Linked DNA regions of Mus musculus: regions 1 and 3 are each linked to region 2. A link is a contact called in public promoter capture Hi-C data. All regions are on one chromosome and are shown on one strand. The core of a region is the stretch at or near the end of the contact, and the rest is flanking DNA. Distances in the headings are between cores, read along the strand shown.

The links. Promoter capture Hi-C pulls out the DNA fragments that hold promoters and counts their contacts. Capture Hi-C pulls out chosen DNA fragments and counts their contacts.
Region 1: a contact with region 2 is called in a promoter capture Hi-C map of embryonic stem cells, with 2.7 times the contacts expected there. The contact joins the promoter of Pabpc6 here to the promoter of 1700010I14Rik in region 2. A contact is called at or near these places in 3 of 39 promoter capture datasets (embryonic stem cells and hippocampal neurons).
Region 3: a promoter capture Hi-C map of adipose tissue shows a contact between it and region 2. The contact joins the promoter of Mpc1 here to the promoter of 1700010I14Rik in region 2. A contact is called at or near these places in 1 of 39 promoter capture datasets (cranial neural crest), 1 of 115 datasets of contacts at active chromatin or transcription factors (bone marrow-derived macrophages) and 1 of 9 other capture datasets (adipose tissue).

The regions. Positions count from the first base shown.
Region 1 is chr17:9,667,405-9,671,005 of GRCm38.p6, forward strand. Pabpc6 (poly(A) binding protein, cytoplasmic 6) reads right to left here and starts at 2,300. Exons shown (of 1, transcript NM_001163836.1): 1 at 1-2,300. The coding sequence starts at 2,216. The coding sequence ends at 285.
Region 2 is chr17:8,986,594-8,990,659 of GRCm38.p6, forward strand. It overlaps 1700010I14Rik (RIKEN cDNA 1700010I14 gene), which reads left to right and starts at 1,740. Exons shown (of 10, transcript NM_025851.3): 1 at 1,740-1,828. The coding sequence starts at 1,804. It overlaps Pde10a (phosphodiesterase 10A), which reads left to right. Exons shown (of 22, transcript NM_011866.2): 22 at 1-55.
Region 3 is chr17:8,282,334-8,286,023 of GRCm38.p6, forward strand. It overlaps Mpc1 (mitochondrial pyruvate carrier 1), which reads left to right and starts at 1,454. Exons shown (of 5, transcript NM_018819.5): 1 at 1,454-1,628. The coding sequence starts at 1,558.

The DNA.
Region 1 (3,601 bases), core at 1,050-3,549, 680 kb after region 2:
AGATGCTTTAAATTTTTGCACTTTCCTAAAAAGAAAATCATTTCCCCAAAGTCGATAACATTAATTTGCTCTTAAATGTCACTATTTCTGTTATCTGCTGTCTTAAACCAAGTGGCTTGGGCTTTGCATTGCTCACTAGACCTGACTCTGACTTGGCACAGGAGATTATAAGTTCCTTTCCCTTTCATTTAGTTTCTAGTTTTCTTTTTGTTGTCATGGGTTTTCAATGTCTAGATATTTTTCTTCAGTGAAGCAGGGGTTTTTATGCATTCACCTGCTCATCTTTAAGCATTTGGGACACCAGCAACACTGCTGACTGCTTTCTGTGAAGTCTCTTTAGCTTGGTGAGCTTGCAGTACAGCTATGGCTTCATCAACTTTGGTGTGGAGACACTCTGGAGACTCAAGCATGTGGCGTAGCTCTATATTATCAATTTCCAACAGCATACCCGTGATTTTACCAGCAAGGGCAGGGTGCATGGCCTGAATAAGAGAGAAGAGCCATTCCCCTAACATTTGCTTTTGAGCTTGAGGAGGAGCAGAGGCCAACATGGAGGCAGTCAAAGACTCTTTACCTTGGACAGGAACAGCAGACCGCTGCGTGCTGACATGTGGCTGTGTATTAGGATGCTGAGGGGGATTTCGGACTCCAGCAGTATATTTATACTGGGTAATTGTGCGGGTGGCAGGAGCAGCTGCAGCAGCAGCAGCAGCTGCAGGATGTGGGCCCATCATCTGTGTGGATGTGCTGGCAGTACGATGTCGTATAGCCTGTGAGGTAGTGGGTCCTGAAGTACTAAATGATGGCATAGTATGTGATGGGTGGATGGTACTAGACATGTTTTGGAATGGATGAGCTCTGGTACCGTGAGCACTCCCACGGGCACTTGGTCCTTGCTGAGTAGTCTGATTAGGAGCACAGTATGCCCTACGGCTCTGAGTTGGTGTAGCTGTCATGCAGTAACCTGACGGCCCCTGCGCTGGCTGGAAAGGGCTGACGACTGGGTTAGGCCCGGCACTGGTGCTTGCCATTCTTTGCATGTACTGGTTACTGAGGTGAGCCTGGCGCTCCTCTTTGCGTTGAGCTAAAGCTACGTAGAGTGGTTTGGTGGCCACTATTTTACCATTCATTTCTGTAACAGCTTTGGTGGCTTCTTCTGGAGAGGAAAAACATACAAAACCAAACCCTTTGCTGCGCCCACCCTCCATCGTTACCTTTGCACTAGTAATCGTACCAAAAGGGGAAAACTCCTTCCGGAGACGCTCATCATCGATACCATCATCAAGGTTTTTCACATAGAGGTTAACACCTTTGCATCTGACGCTTCTATCTTGTGGTACCCGTTCAATTTTGTGCTTATCTTGCTTCATCTGCCCGAATTTGTGCTTCAGTTCAGTCTGTCGTTCCACCTTTTTCTGAGCACGACCTACATAAATTTGTTTTCCATTGAGGTCTTTTCCATTCATCTCTTCCACTGCCTTTCGTGCATCTTCATGCCTTTCAAAGCTTACGAATCCGAATCCTTTGGATTTTCCACTTTCATCAGTCATGACTTTAACACTTAAGGCAGGCCCAAATCTGCCAAATAGATCCTGGAGTCTCTCATCATCCATATCTTCTCCCAAATTCTTGATGTAAACATTGGTGAACTCCTTGGCCCTGGCTCCAAGTTCAGCCTGCCTGTCTCTACGAGACTTAAAGCGACCAACGAACACTTTGTGGTCATTTAGGAACATCCCGTTCATTTTCTCAATTGCTCGTTCAGCTTCTTCCTGTGTCTCGAAGTGTACAAAGCCGTAACCCTTGGAGCCATTCTCATCACACACCACCTTACAGGAAAGGATGTTACCAAAGGCAGAAAACGTATCATACAGCGTTTTACTGTCAATGGATCTGTCCAGATTTTTCACAAATATGTTCCCTACTCCGCTCTTGCGCAGCGACGGGTCCCGCTGAGACCACATGATGCGAACCGGCTTGCCCTTTATCACGTCGAAATTCATGGTGTCCAAGGCCCGCTCGGCGTCCTCCAGCTGCTGGAAGTTGACGGACGCGTAGCCCAGCGAGCGGCGGGTGATCCTGTCCCTGTACACCCGGATGGAGAGGATGGGCCCTGCCGGGCTGAACTTCTCATAGAGCATCGCCTCGGTCACGTCGGGATGCAGGTCCCCCACATAGAGTGAAGCCAAAGAGTAGCTGGGGTCGCTGGGGTTCATGTCTGCAAAGGCTGAGCAGGGAGCAGGAGCAGCACAGGAACAGAAGGCAACCGGAATGGAAAGGCCCTCAACTGCCAAGAACCCGGAGGTCGGCGGCACGGGCGGGCTGCTTCCGGTTGGGAAATGGGGGCTGTGATGCCATAAGCTGGTTGTCCGGGTAGAAATCAGCCTCCCTACCTGGGTTCCGGACACTGGTGGTGCTGGTTGGTCTTGTTCGGTTGGTTGTGGCTGGTTATTTAATCAAAGTATCCGGTGGAGAATGCTCTGATTTGAGGATTTCTTTTTCTTTCTTTTTTATTTATTTTTTAAATAGTAGGAGTGGGGTGATACGTGTTTGTTCTGAGCTTGAAGCATACACCTTATATGCTCTGCACTGACCTCAGGGGCAGATAAAGATGCTTTTAAGGGAGCTATTTATTTCCTGCAAGCAAAAAATAAAATAAAATAAAATAAAATAAAATAAAATAAAATAAAATAATCTCAGTGAATAATCCTGTTTGTTATATTCTAGCTCAAACTAGAGTCTTGATTACACATGAATATGAACATACACATGCGCGCACACACACACACACACACACACACACACACACACACTTGGGATGAGCAGGGGTGAGGGAGGAAGAGAGAGAGAGAGAGAGAGAGAGAGAGAGAGAGAGAGAGAGGGAGAGAGAGGGAGAGAGAGAGATTCCTTTGAAGGTAACTCTCTATTCATACTGCAAAAGAAAACTTTCAATACAGACCAAGAAGATGATTTTGAGAGCTTAAAAATTAATCAAACTGAAAGTCCCCATCCGGGACAATGCAGTAGCAAAGGCAAATTACCATAAACATCAAAAATATTATTTCTCACTTGGAAGTCCAAGATGAAGATGTCAATAGATTGTGTTTAGTGTGTGTGTTTGTGAAGAGGGGTGTTCTCTTGAATGTAGGTAACACCCCAGTACAAACACAAAGGTAAAAGGGAGAAACTAAACTTTGTGAAGGCTGTTGAGGAAGTCAATAATTATTCTGAGGGCCACTTGGGACACAGTGATATCATTCAGTTTGGCTGTTTTACTTATATGCTCTGGGTTTGTTGTTGTTGTTTGGGTTTTGTTTGCTTGTTTTTTTAGAATACAAAAAGAAGTGGTCTCCTGTTTAAGTGCTTCACATTAATGCATCAAAAATATGAGTAACGTACCATGGTCTCAAATTTCATACTTCAGTCTAATTTAAAAAAAAACTCATAATTAAGAGAGCTATGAATCGGCTTTCCATTGACAGATACTTTATTCCAGATGCAACTAATTAGTAACAGGAAGATAGTGGCTTGGGGATGTTTGTGTTATGTGGTGGTGGTGGTGGGAGGGCAGAATATAGCTAATAAGCTACCAAGGGCATAG
Region 2 (4,066 bases), core at 490-2,989:
TTTTAATGGATATTCTTTGGTGTGAATAATTGAATACAACATTTTTAAAATATCATCTCTCAAGTTTGCTCTCGTTTGTGGGGAAGGCGACAGATGCCCAGAGAAGCTGTCCATAGGTGGCAGCCAGATCTTCCCACAGACACTGTTTGGCTGAGAGTCAACACAGTCTGTATGAAATGCAGCTGAGAAAACACTTGCTCTCCAGAAAGGAGCCAGAGGCCAGCTTCTCAGTATAAGTGTTAAATCTGTTTCCTGCTCCTATCAGGTTAGTTTTTGTTGACTTCACACAAGCTAGAGTTATGTGGAAAGAGGAACCTCAGCTGAGAAAATGCCATAGTAACTCACTTGTAGGCAAGTCTGTGAGACATTTTCCTTGATTAGTGATTGATATGGAAGGGTCCACTATGGGTGGTGCCACACCCTAGGCCGGTGGTCCCGACTGTGGAATAAATGAGCCTGAGCAAGCCACAGGAAGCAAGGCAGTAAGCAGTACTCCTCTGTGGCCTTCTGCATCATCAGCTCCTGCCTCCAGGTTTCTGCCCAGTTTGAGTTCCAATTTCCTTCAAGGTCAGAGTAAACTGAAATAAACACCCTCCTTCCCAAGTTGCTTTTGGTGATAGTGTTTATGACAGCAATAGAAACCCAAGACAGAGGTAGACTGTGTGTACATGTGCTCTACCTCCTCCAACACCACCATCTCTGCCCTGAGCCTCACGGGGAAGGGGTCAGGGTGTGTGGCTCGGTGGTAGGGCATTCGTTTGCCTCTGAAGAGTGGGTTCCAGCCTGGCACTGTGGAAAAGTTGCTAGTTCCCTTTCATATCAAACCAGGCTGAAAGGGTCAGAATTCACTGCCCGAGTCATAGGTTAAGGTTATAGGTCACCTGGGACTAGGTGCAACTCTGTTCTTCCTGGCTTTCCATAGCACTTAGCCATTGCTGCTCAAAACTCTTCCCTGGGTGAACGCAGGTGTCTGGTCCTTCCATTCCTCTGCCTTCAGGAGCCACCCCCTCCCCCACGTGGGGACAACATGGGCAGTGAGCCAGGGATTTGCTTCCACAAAAATCCACCTTAGTTTTGACAGGTCGTTGCAGTGATAATAATTGAATATACTTCTCCTTCAATCACTTTGATAGACGACTAAACAATAGGAGGGAATATGGGTTTTACTATATTCTTAAGAATCGACACATATTTGACCCTTGACGTTCTGATTTTTGTCACCTAAGGGATAGAATGATTACGCTGACATAAGCCATGATTTGGAAGAATTTTTTTTTCGGCCGTAGGGTGGGGGGGGGGGGGAGATTAACATTTTCCAGAAGTAGGGGAGGTGCCGCTCTTACTAGCACATGCCTTGTGCAAACCAGAGTTCTTCCCTTTCTGTCTGAACTCGAGGATCTGAGTTGGTGACCCTATCGCGTGTCCAGAAACACCTCAGCCCTCCTCTTTAGCATCCCGTGTGCTCTGGTTCTTGCGTCTAGAACCAAGGACTGCAGCGGGGGCACATTCACTGGGGACACCAGTTATCTTTTGTCCCATGCTCTGTAATGAATCTTGCCTAGTTTTGTTTTGCAAAGTAAAACCAGTGAGCATCCCTCCAGGGCTCCCAGACCTGGCTGGGGAAGGTGGCAGACTCCTGGCTATTCTGTTATTCTGCCACCCTGTGGCCGGGCGCCAGAGTTACACTGAGGGGGAGGGGCTAGGAATATTTACTGTTTCCATGGCAACTGCAGCTTCCGTTGGCAACTGCAGCTTCCGTTGGCAACTGCAGCTTCCGTTGGCAGCGAGCCGACCAGAGGGGCAATGGCTGAGGATCAGGAACCTGACTGTAAGTGGTCTGCCTCTATTTTTGTGGGTTTTGACCCGGTTGATGTTTGTCCAGGAAAGCTGGTTTCTCAGAAGTGGTTTTGAAAGTAAAAACCTTTCTGGTGGCAGGAAGTCAGCTCCTGGATCAGGAGGGTTTGCTTGGACCCAGCGACTCAGACCTTTCAGAAGCTTAAGGAAGCTGGCTACTTCTGTCCTCAACCGGAAACAGAGAGCAAAGAACACACGCGCACCATTTCTCCACTCAGCTCCAGGACCCCGCCAGGAAACAGAGTGGGTCTTCCCACCTCAGCCCATTTAAGAAAACCCCTCAGGTCATGGCCACAGGACAACTTCATCTAGACAATTTCTTTTGAGAGTTCCTTCCTGGATTCTATTTTGTGTCAGACTGATAATCAAAAGTAACTATCACCTTGGTATGTGTGTTATAGGATGTGTGTAAAGGCGTATGGAGTGTGTGTGTGTAAAAGTACCTTGGAGGGAAAGGGATGGAGGGGCTCACCATACTCGTTCAGTGCTTTTTGTTTTGAAGCTGAGAGTTTTGCAAAACTTCCTGTACCACACCGCTCTCTTGGTATGTGACTTACAGGTCAGAGAGGCAGGCAGGCAAGCAGGTGTCTGTTTCGAATACATAGATGATTGTCCACACATAATAAAAGTAGGGAACAGCTCACATGTAATAAATCTAACAACCTAACAGTCTAGCTCTAAGTGACACCACCAGTATTGAGAGGCAGAGTTCACTCAGGGAATATTGCTAGAGCAACAGGTTGCAAGTCTACTGTCCTAGTGCACAGCCAACCCCCATATCCACATGCAGTGATGTGGAGGTCATTGACATTGATGGGACACTGACAACACTGCAGATGTCCCTTGAGAGTGACGAGGCTAACTGGTAACAGCCTCAGTTGTGCTTAGCCAGGTCAGCCCGCATGCTAGACACTCAACACACACAAGGCTCAGAGCCAGGCCATTGGCAGGACATCTGCTGGGAGACATGGTCTCTTGTCATTAGAGTAAGCATGTGGCTCATGTCTGCTGAGGTACATTGGAGACCAGTATCTGTAGAGCTTCCTGAACCTGGACTTTTATGACCCTTCTGAGGCTGGTCTAGTTTTTGCATGTATGGTGTGCATGTGTGTGTTGGTCAGTACCTTGGAGAGAGGTATCCCCCCTATAAAACCCTACAACACAGACACCAAGGGGATAGTTAATTTTGATTATCAACCTGACACAAAATAAATTCACAAAGGAGCTCTGAAAAGAAATTGTCTAAATGAGGTTGCCCTGTGGCCATGCCCTGAGAGGTTTTCTTAAATGGGCTGAGGTGGTGTACTGGCTAGTTTTGTGTCAACTTGACACAGCTGGAGTTATCACAGAGAAAGGAGCTTCAGTTGAGGAAATGCCTCCATGAGATCCAACTGTAAGGCATTTTCTCAATTAGTGATCAAGGGGGAAAGGCCCCTTGTGGGTGGGACCATCTCTGGGCTGGTAGTCTTGGTAGTCTGGTAGTAAGAGAGCACGCTGAGCAAGCCAGGGGAAGCAAGCCAGTAATTAACATCCCTCCATGGCCTCTGCATCAGCTTCTGCTTCCTGACCTGCTTGAGTTCCAGTCCTGACTTCCTTTGGTGATGAACAGCAGTATGGAAGTGTAAGCCGAATAAACCTTTTCCTCCCCAACTTGTTTTCTTGTTCATGATGTTTGTGCAGGAATAGAAACCCTGACTAAGACAGGTGGGAAGACCCAATCTGTTTCTTGGGTGGGGCCTTGGGTGAATGGAAAGAGAGCTGAGTGGGGCACTGGTGCGCATGTGTTCTTTGGCCCCTGCTCCTGATTCTGTGTGGGGTCACCTGATCCCAGGTTGAAAATGGCTGTGCTAATTAGAAAAGCCTCACTGGACTGGTGGCTTTGAGTGTTTTCTGGACATAAACTAACAGAAGGACTGCTCTGATGCAGCGTGTACCTTTCCTCAGTTGGTGACACACATTTTTTTCCTGCACATGTTTTGGATGAAATGCAGGACTATCAGCTTTGATAAAAGTCACATTAATATTTTATTAATTGATAAGGGCACTTCTTTGAAGTACTAAGCTGATCAGTTTGGGAAGTCTTAACAATCCCATTCCCAGAAGTATTTGTTTCACCACCTAGCCACGGTCACTCACGTAGGACAGAGTATGGCTCTTTTTCACCTAGGGCTGTGCTTGGGGTGGCTGGGAGCTGGGTTTGACCACATCCCTA
Region 3 (3,690 bases), core at 204-2,703, 700 kb before region 2:
TTTAACTTCCTATATTCATTTCTGCCAGTGCATTCCAGACTTCATATTCCCCAGTGGCATTCTAAATTACTCAACTTTCCTTGATTTGAGGTATAATCCCCAAATTGTGCTTTTGTTGTTGTTGCTGTTTGTGTGTTTTTTTTTTTTTTTGTTTTGTTTTTTTTGCCTGGCCTTGTTTTTTGTTTTTCGTTTTTTAAATTTTGTTTGAGACAGGGTTTCTCTGAGTAGCCAGGGCTACAGAACTAGCTATATAGACACGGCTGGCCTTGAACTCAAATCCTCCTGCCTCTGCCTCTGCCTCTGCATCTTCGGTGCTGGGATCAAACTCATTTGCCACCAAGGCCCGCTTCAGGTTCGGTTTTGGTAAGGAAGAGAGTCCCCTCTATTCTCGGAAGATTGTTAGAATAAACCGGCAAAAATTAAATCTGAGAAAAGCTGCACATATTTACTATGCATAGAAGGGGAAAACCACAGAAGATTACCATTCGTTTAATAACTTTCGCCCCAAGCCCCACCCCGAGGACTCAGTGGTGACCTTGAACTTCCCACCACCCAGCCTGGTTTACGGCAGTGCTGGAGATGGAACACAGCCAGGGCTTCCGGAGCAAACCTGGCAAGAGCGCTGCAGTCCGGGCCCTGCAGACCCTTCCCTATAAGGGGAAGGTCGTCTTCAGCCTCCTTTTGGTAAACAAAGACTGACACTGGCACGAACTCAGGGGACGGGCCTTAGCGACCCTTAGCGCGGTGTGGCCTACTCGGGTGTGGCTGCGAGCAGCCTGAAGGCAGTTGTGTTCTTCACGCGATCCGGTTTACGGCGGAAGGGATTCTGTCACCTTTCCTCTCCTCAAGAGTGGTAGTGGTGACAGGAAATGTAGCCAGGCCCTTCTCATTACCTCCGGCTCAACTCTCTCTGCATTCTGCCCCCCCCCCCCCCGCCATGTCTGGGGTGTGGCTCTGAGCCTCTGCGGGTGTACAGGCTAAAGCTGCAGTATGCACGCTCCGGGCACTTATGTAACCTGTGCTTTCCACACGTGGGCAGCCACACTTCTGGAGACTGAGGCTCTTAGCTATTTTTAACTGCCTCCCTCCTCTGCACTCGGTGACTCCATCCCAAGCCGGTCGCCGCCGGTTTGCAGGATCTCACCGTCTCTGTGCAGCCGCCCGCGGGGCAAAGGGACAGGCGAGGGGTGACAGGAGCCCGACCTGCCCACCACGCCCCGCTGAGACCCCGGAAGCCTGCCCAGGACCCCCGGGCAGAGGAGTGTCACCCTCGCAGCCCCTAGCAACCGCCAGTCGTCCGGGCCGCCGGGCCCTTTTACGACGGCAGCCCCGCGGCGCGCACCGCCCCGAGGGCAGGCGGGGGGTGTGTCGACCGCGGCAGCCAATCCCGGACGCGCTCTGCGGTCTAGCGCGTTCTCATTGGTGGAGCGCCGAGCGGTCGTAAGGCTTCTCCGAGTGTCGTGAGGCGGGCGCTGGGGTGAGAGCGCCGAGGGCCTCAGCCGAGTCCACAGCGGTGTCATCTGTCTAGGTAGCGGCTTCACCGCCAACGGCACGGCCATGGCTGGAGCGCTGGTGCGCAAAGCGGCGGACTATGTCCGGAGCAAGGACTTCCGGGACTATCTCATGAGGTGAGCGTCATGGTAGGCCGTGGGGGAGCCGCCCGCTGCGGGAAAACCCTGCGGCGCCGTGCCAAGGTAGGAGAGCGGCGCACGGGTGGAACGCGCTCCTACCGGTGCCCGAGGGGACGGCGCTCCCGAGGGTACAGCAAGTGACCGAGGGGATGGCGCTCCTACCTGTGACTAGGAGGGCAGAAGGGACAGCGCTCACACCCGTGCCTGAAGGGACAGCAGGACTCAGGGGACGTAGCTCCCACCCGTGACCTAAGGGACCGCAGGTTACTGAGGGTACAGCGCTCTTGGTTAAGGCGACCTAGGGAATGGCAGGTGACAGGGAACAGCTCCAGCCCCGCGAACTGAAAGACATGGTGTGACTGGGGACCCCGCCCCAACCTGTGCCGGAGGGGACGCCTCTCCCACCCATGCCCGAGGGGACAGCGCTCCCACCCGTGACTGAGAGGACGACAAGTGACCGAGCGGACAGCGCTCCCGGGCAGGACGACCCAGGGAATGGCTGGTGACAGGGAACAGAGCTCCAGTCCTTGACTGAAAGACGCGGTGTGACTGCAGGGACGCCGCTCCGGCTCGTGACCGACCGGACGAACACCGCTCCTGGGCAGGCAGTCAGGATGCCCTTGCGTGGGTTGACGTGGGGACACTGGGTGCTACCATCCCCCTCCTCGTCTCCCGGCCCGGGACTTGGCGGGAGCGGTGCTGGAATGTGCCGGGATCCGGGTAATGGGAGCTAGAATTTGCAGCACAGAGGGCGGGGTTTTTTTTTTTTTTTGGTTTTTTGTTTGTTTTTTTGTTTGTTTGTTTTCCATTTGACGGTGCTTGGGGGAGGGGGACCGGACAATCATGTGTCGCAGCCACGCAGTGCGTCTGAGAAGAGGCATTTACTTGCAAGGTGTGTGTCCCGAGGGCTTGACATTGAGAGGTTGAAGAAGCACTTTCCAGAATTCATTTTCAGTTATAATTTCCTGGTGCCTGATTCTATTTTAAGGATCTCACAAAATTTAGAAACCGATTACAATATTTCCAAGCATAGTTTTATTTTCTTGTGATTTTAAAGTTAGATAAGTGGAGGGCTGCTTTTTAATTTTCTTCTCAGTGGTCAATACCGAGCCTGCCAGTGGTGGCATTCGCCTTTAATCCCAGCACAAGGGAGACAAGCTGGAGGATCTCTTGAGTTCAAGGCCAGCCAGTCTACAGTAGTATTGTAGTTAATAGTAAATACTTAGTGCCTTGAGTTTCTACAACTGTCTTACTCATCCGTCTTCACCATCTTGATTAATGTCTTTTCCTTTGCGAGGCGCTTCTGTTTCCCTGGGACCCGCCTTCATGCCTGGGCTCAACCCCCAGTGCACCGTGCTGCTGCACTTGATTTTTGATAAGACTCAGATCAAGAACTTTCTATATTTCTAGGTCTGTTTTCTTAACAGTCCCTCAGTCCCTCCCCCACCCCCGTTCTTTTTTGTTTAATATTGAGTCTCAAACTCAGGTCCTGTGCCTTAAAAGGCCTACAAAGTTATACCCTCAGCCCTCGATTCTTTTTTTTTTTTTTAATTTTATGTATTTGATGTGAACCTGAGTATATGTACCTATGGAGGTCAGAACAGGCATCCTGGAACAAGCATGCAGACAGTTGAGAGCCTTCATGTAGGTCTGGCAATGAAAACCAGCTCTTTTGTAAGAACAGTAGCGTCATTACCTGCTGAGTCATTGAGTCATATATCTCCCCCCCCCCCCCCCCGAGACAGGGTTTCTCTGTGTAGCCCTGGTTGTCCTGGAACTCACACTCTGTAGACCAGGCTCAACTTCAAACTCAGGAATCCTCCTGCCTCTCCGCCTCTCTCAAGTTGCTGGGGTTAAAGGCGTGCGCCACCACTACCTGACTCCAACCACTTTCTTAGTTTTACTTTTGGGTGCTTTGTTTTAAAGATTTATATTTTTTTATGTATATGAGTACAATGAAGCTGTCTTCAGACACACACAGAAGAGGGCATCGGATCCCACTACAGATGGTTGTAAAGCACCATGTGGTTGTTGGGAATTGAACTCAGGACCTTTGGCA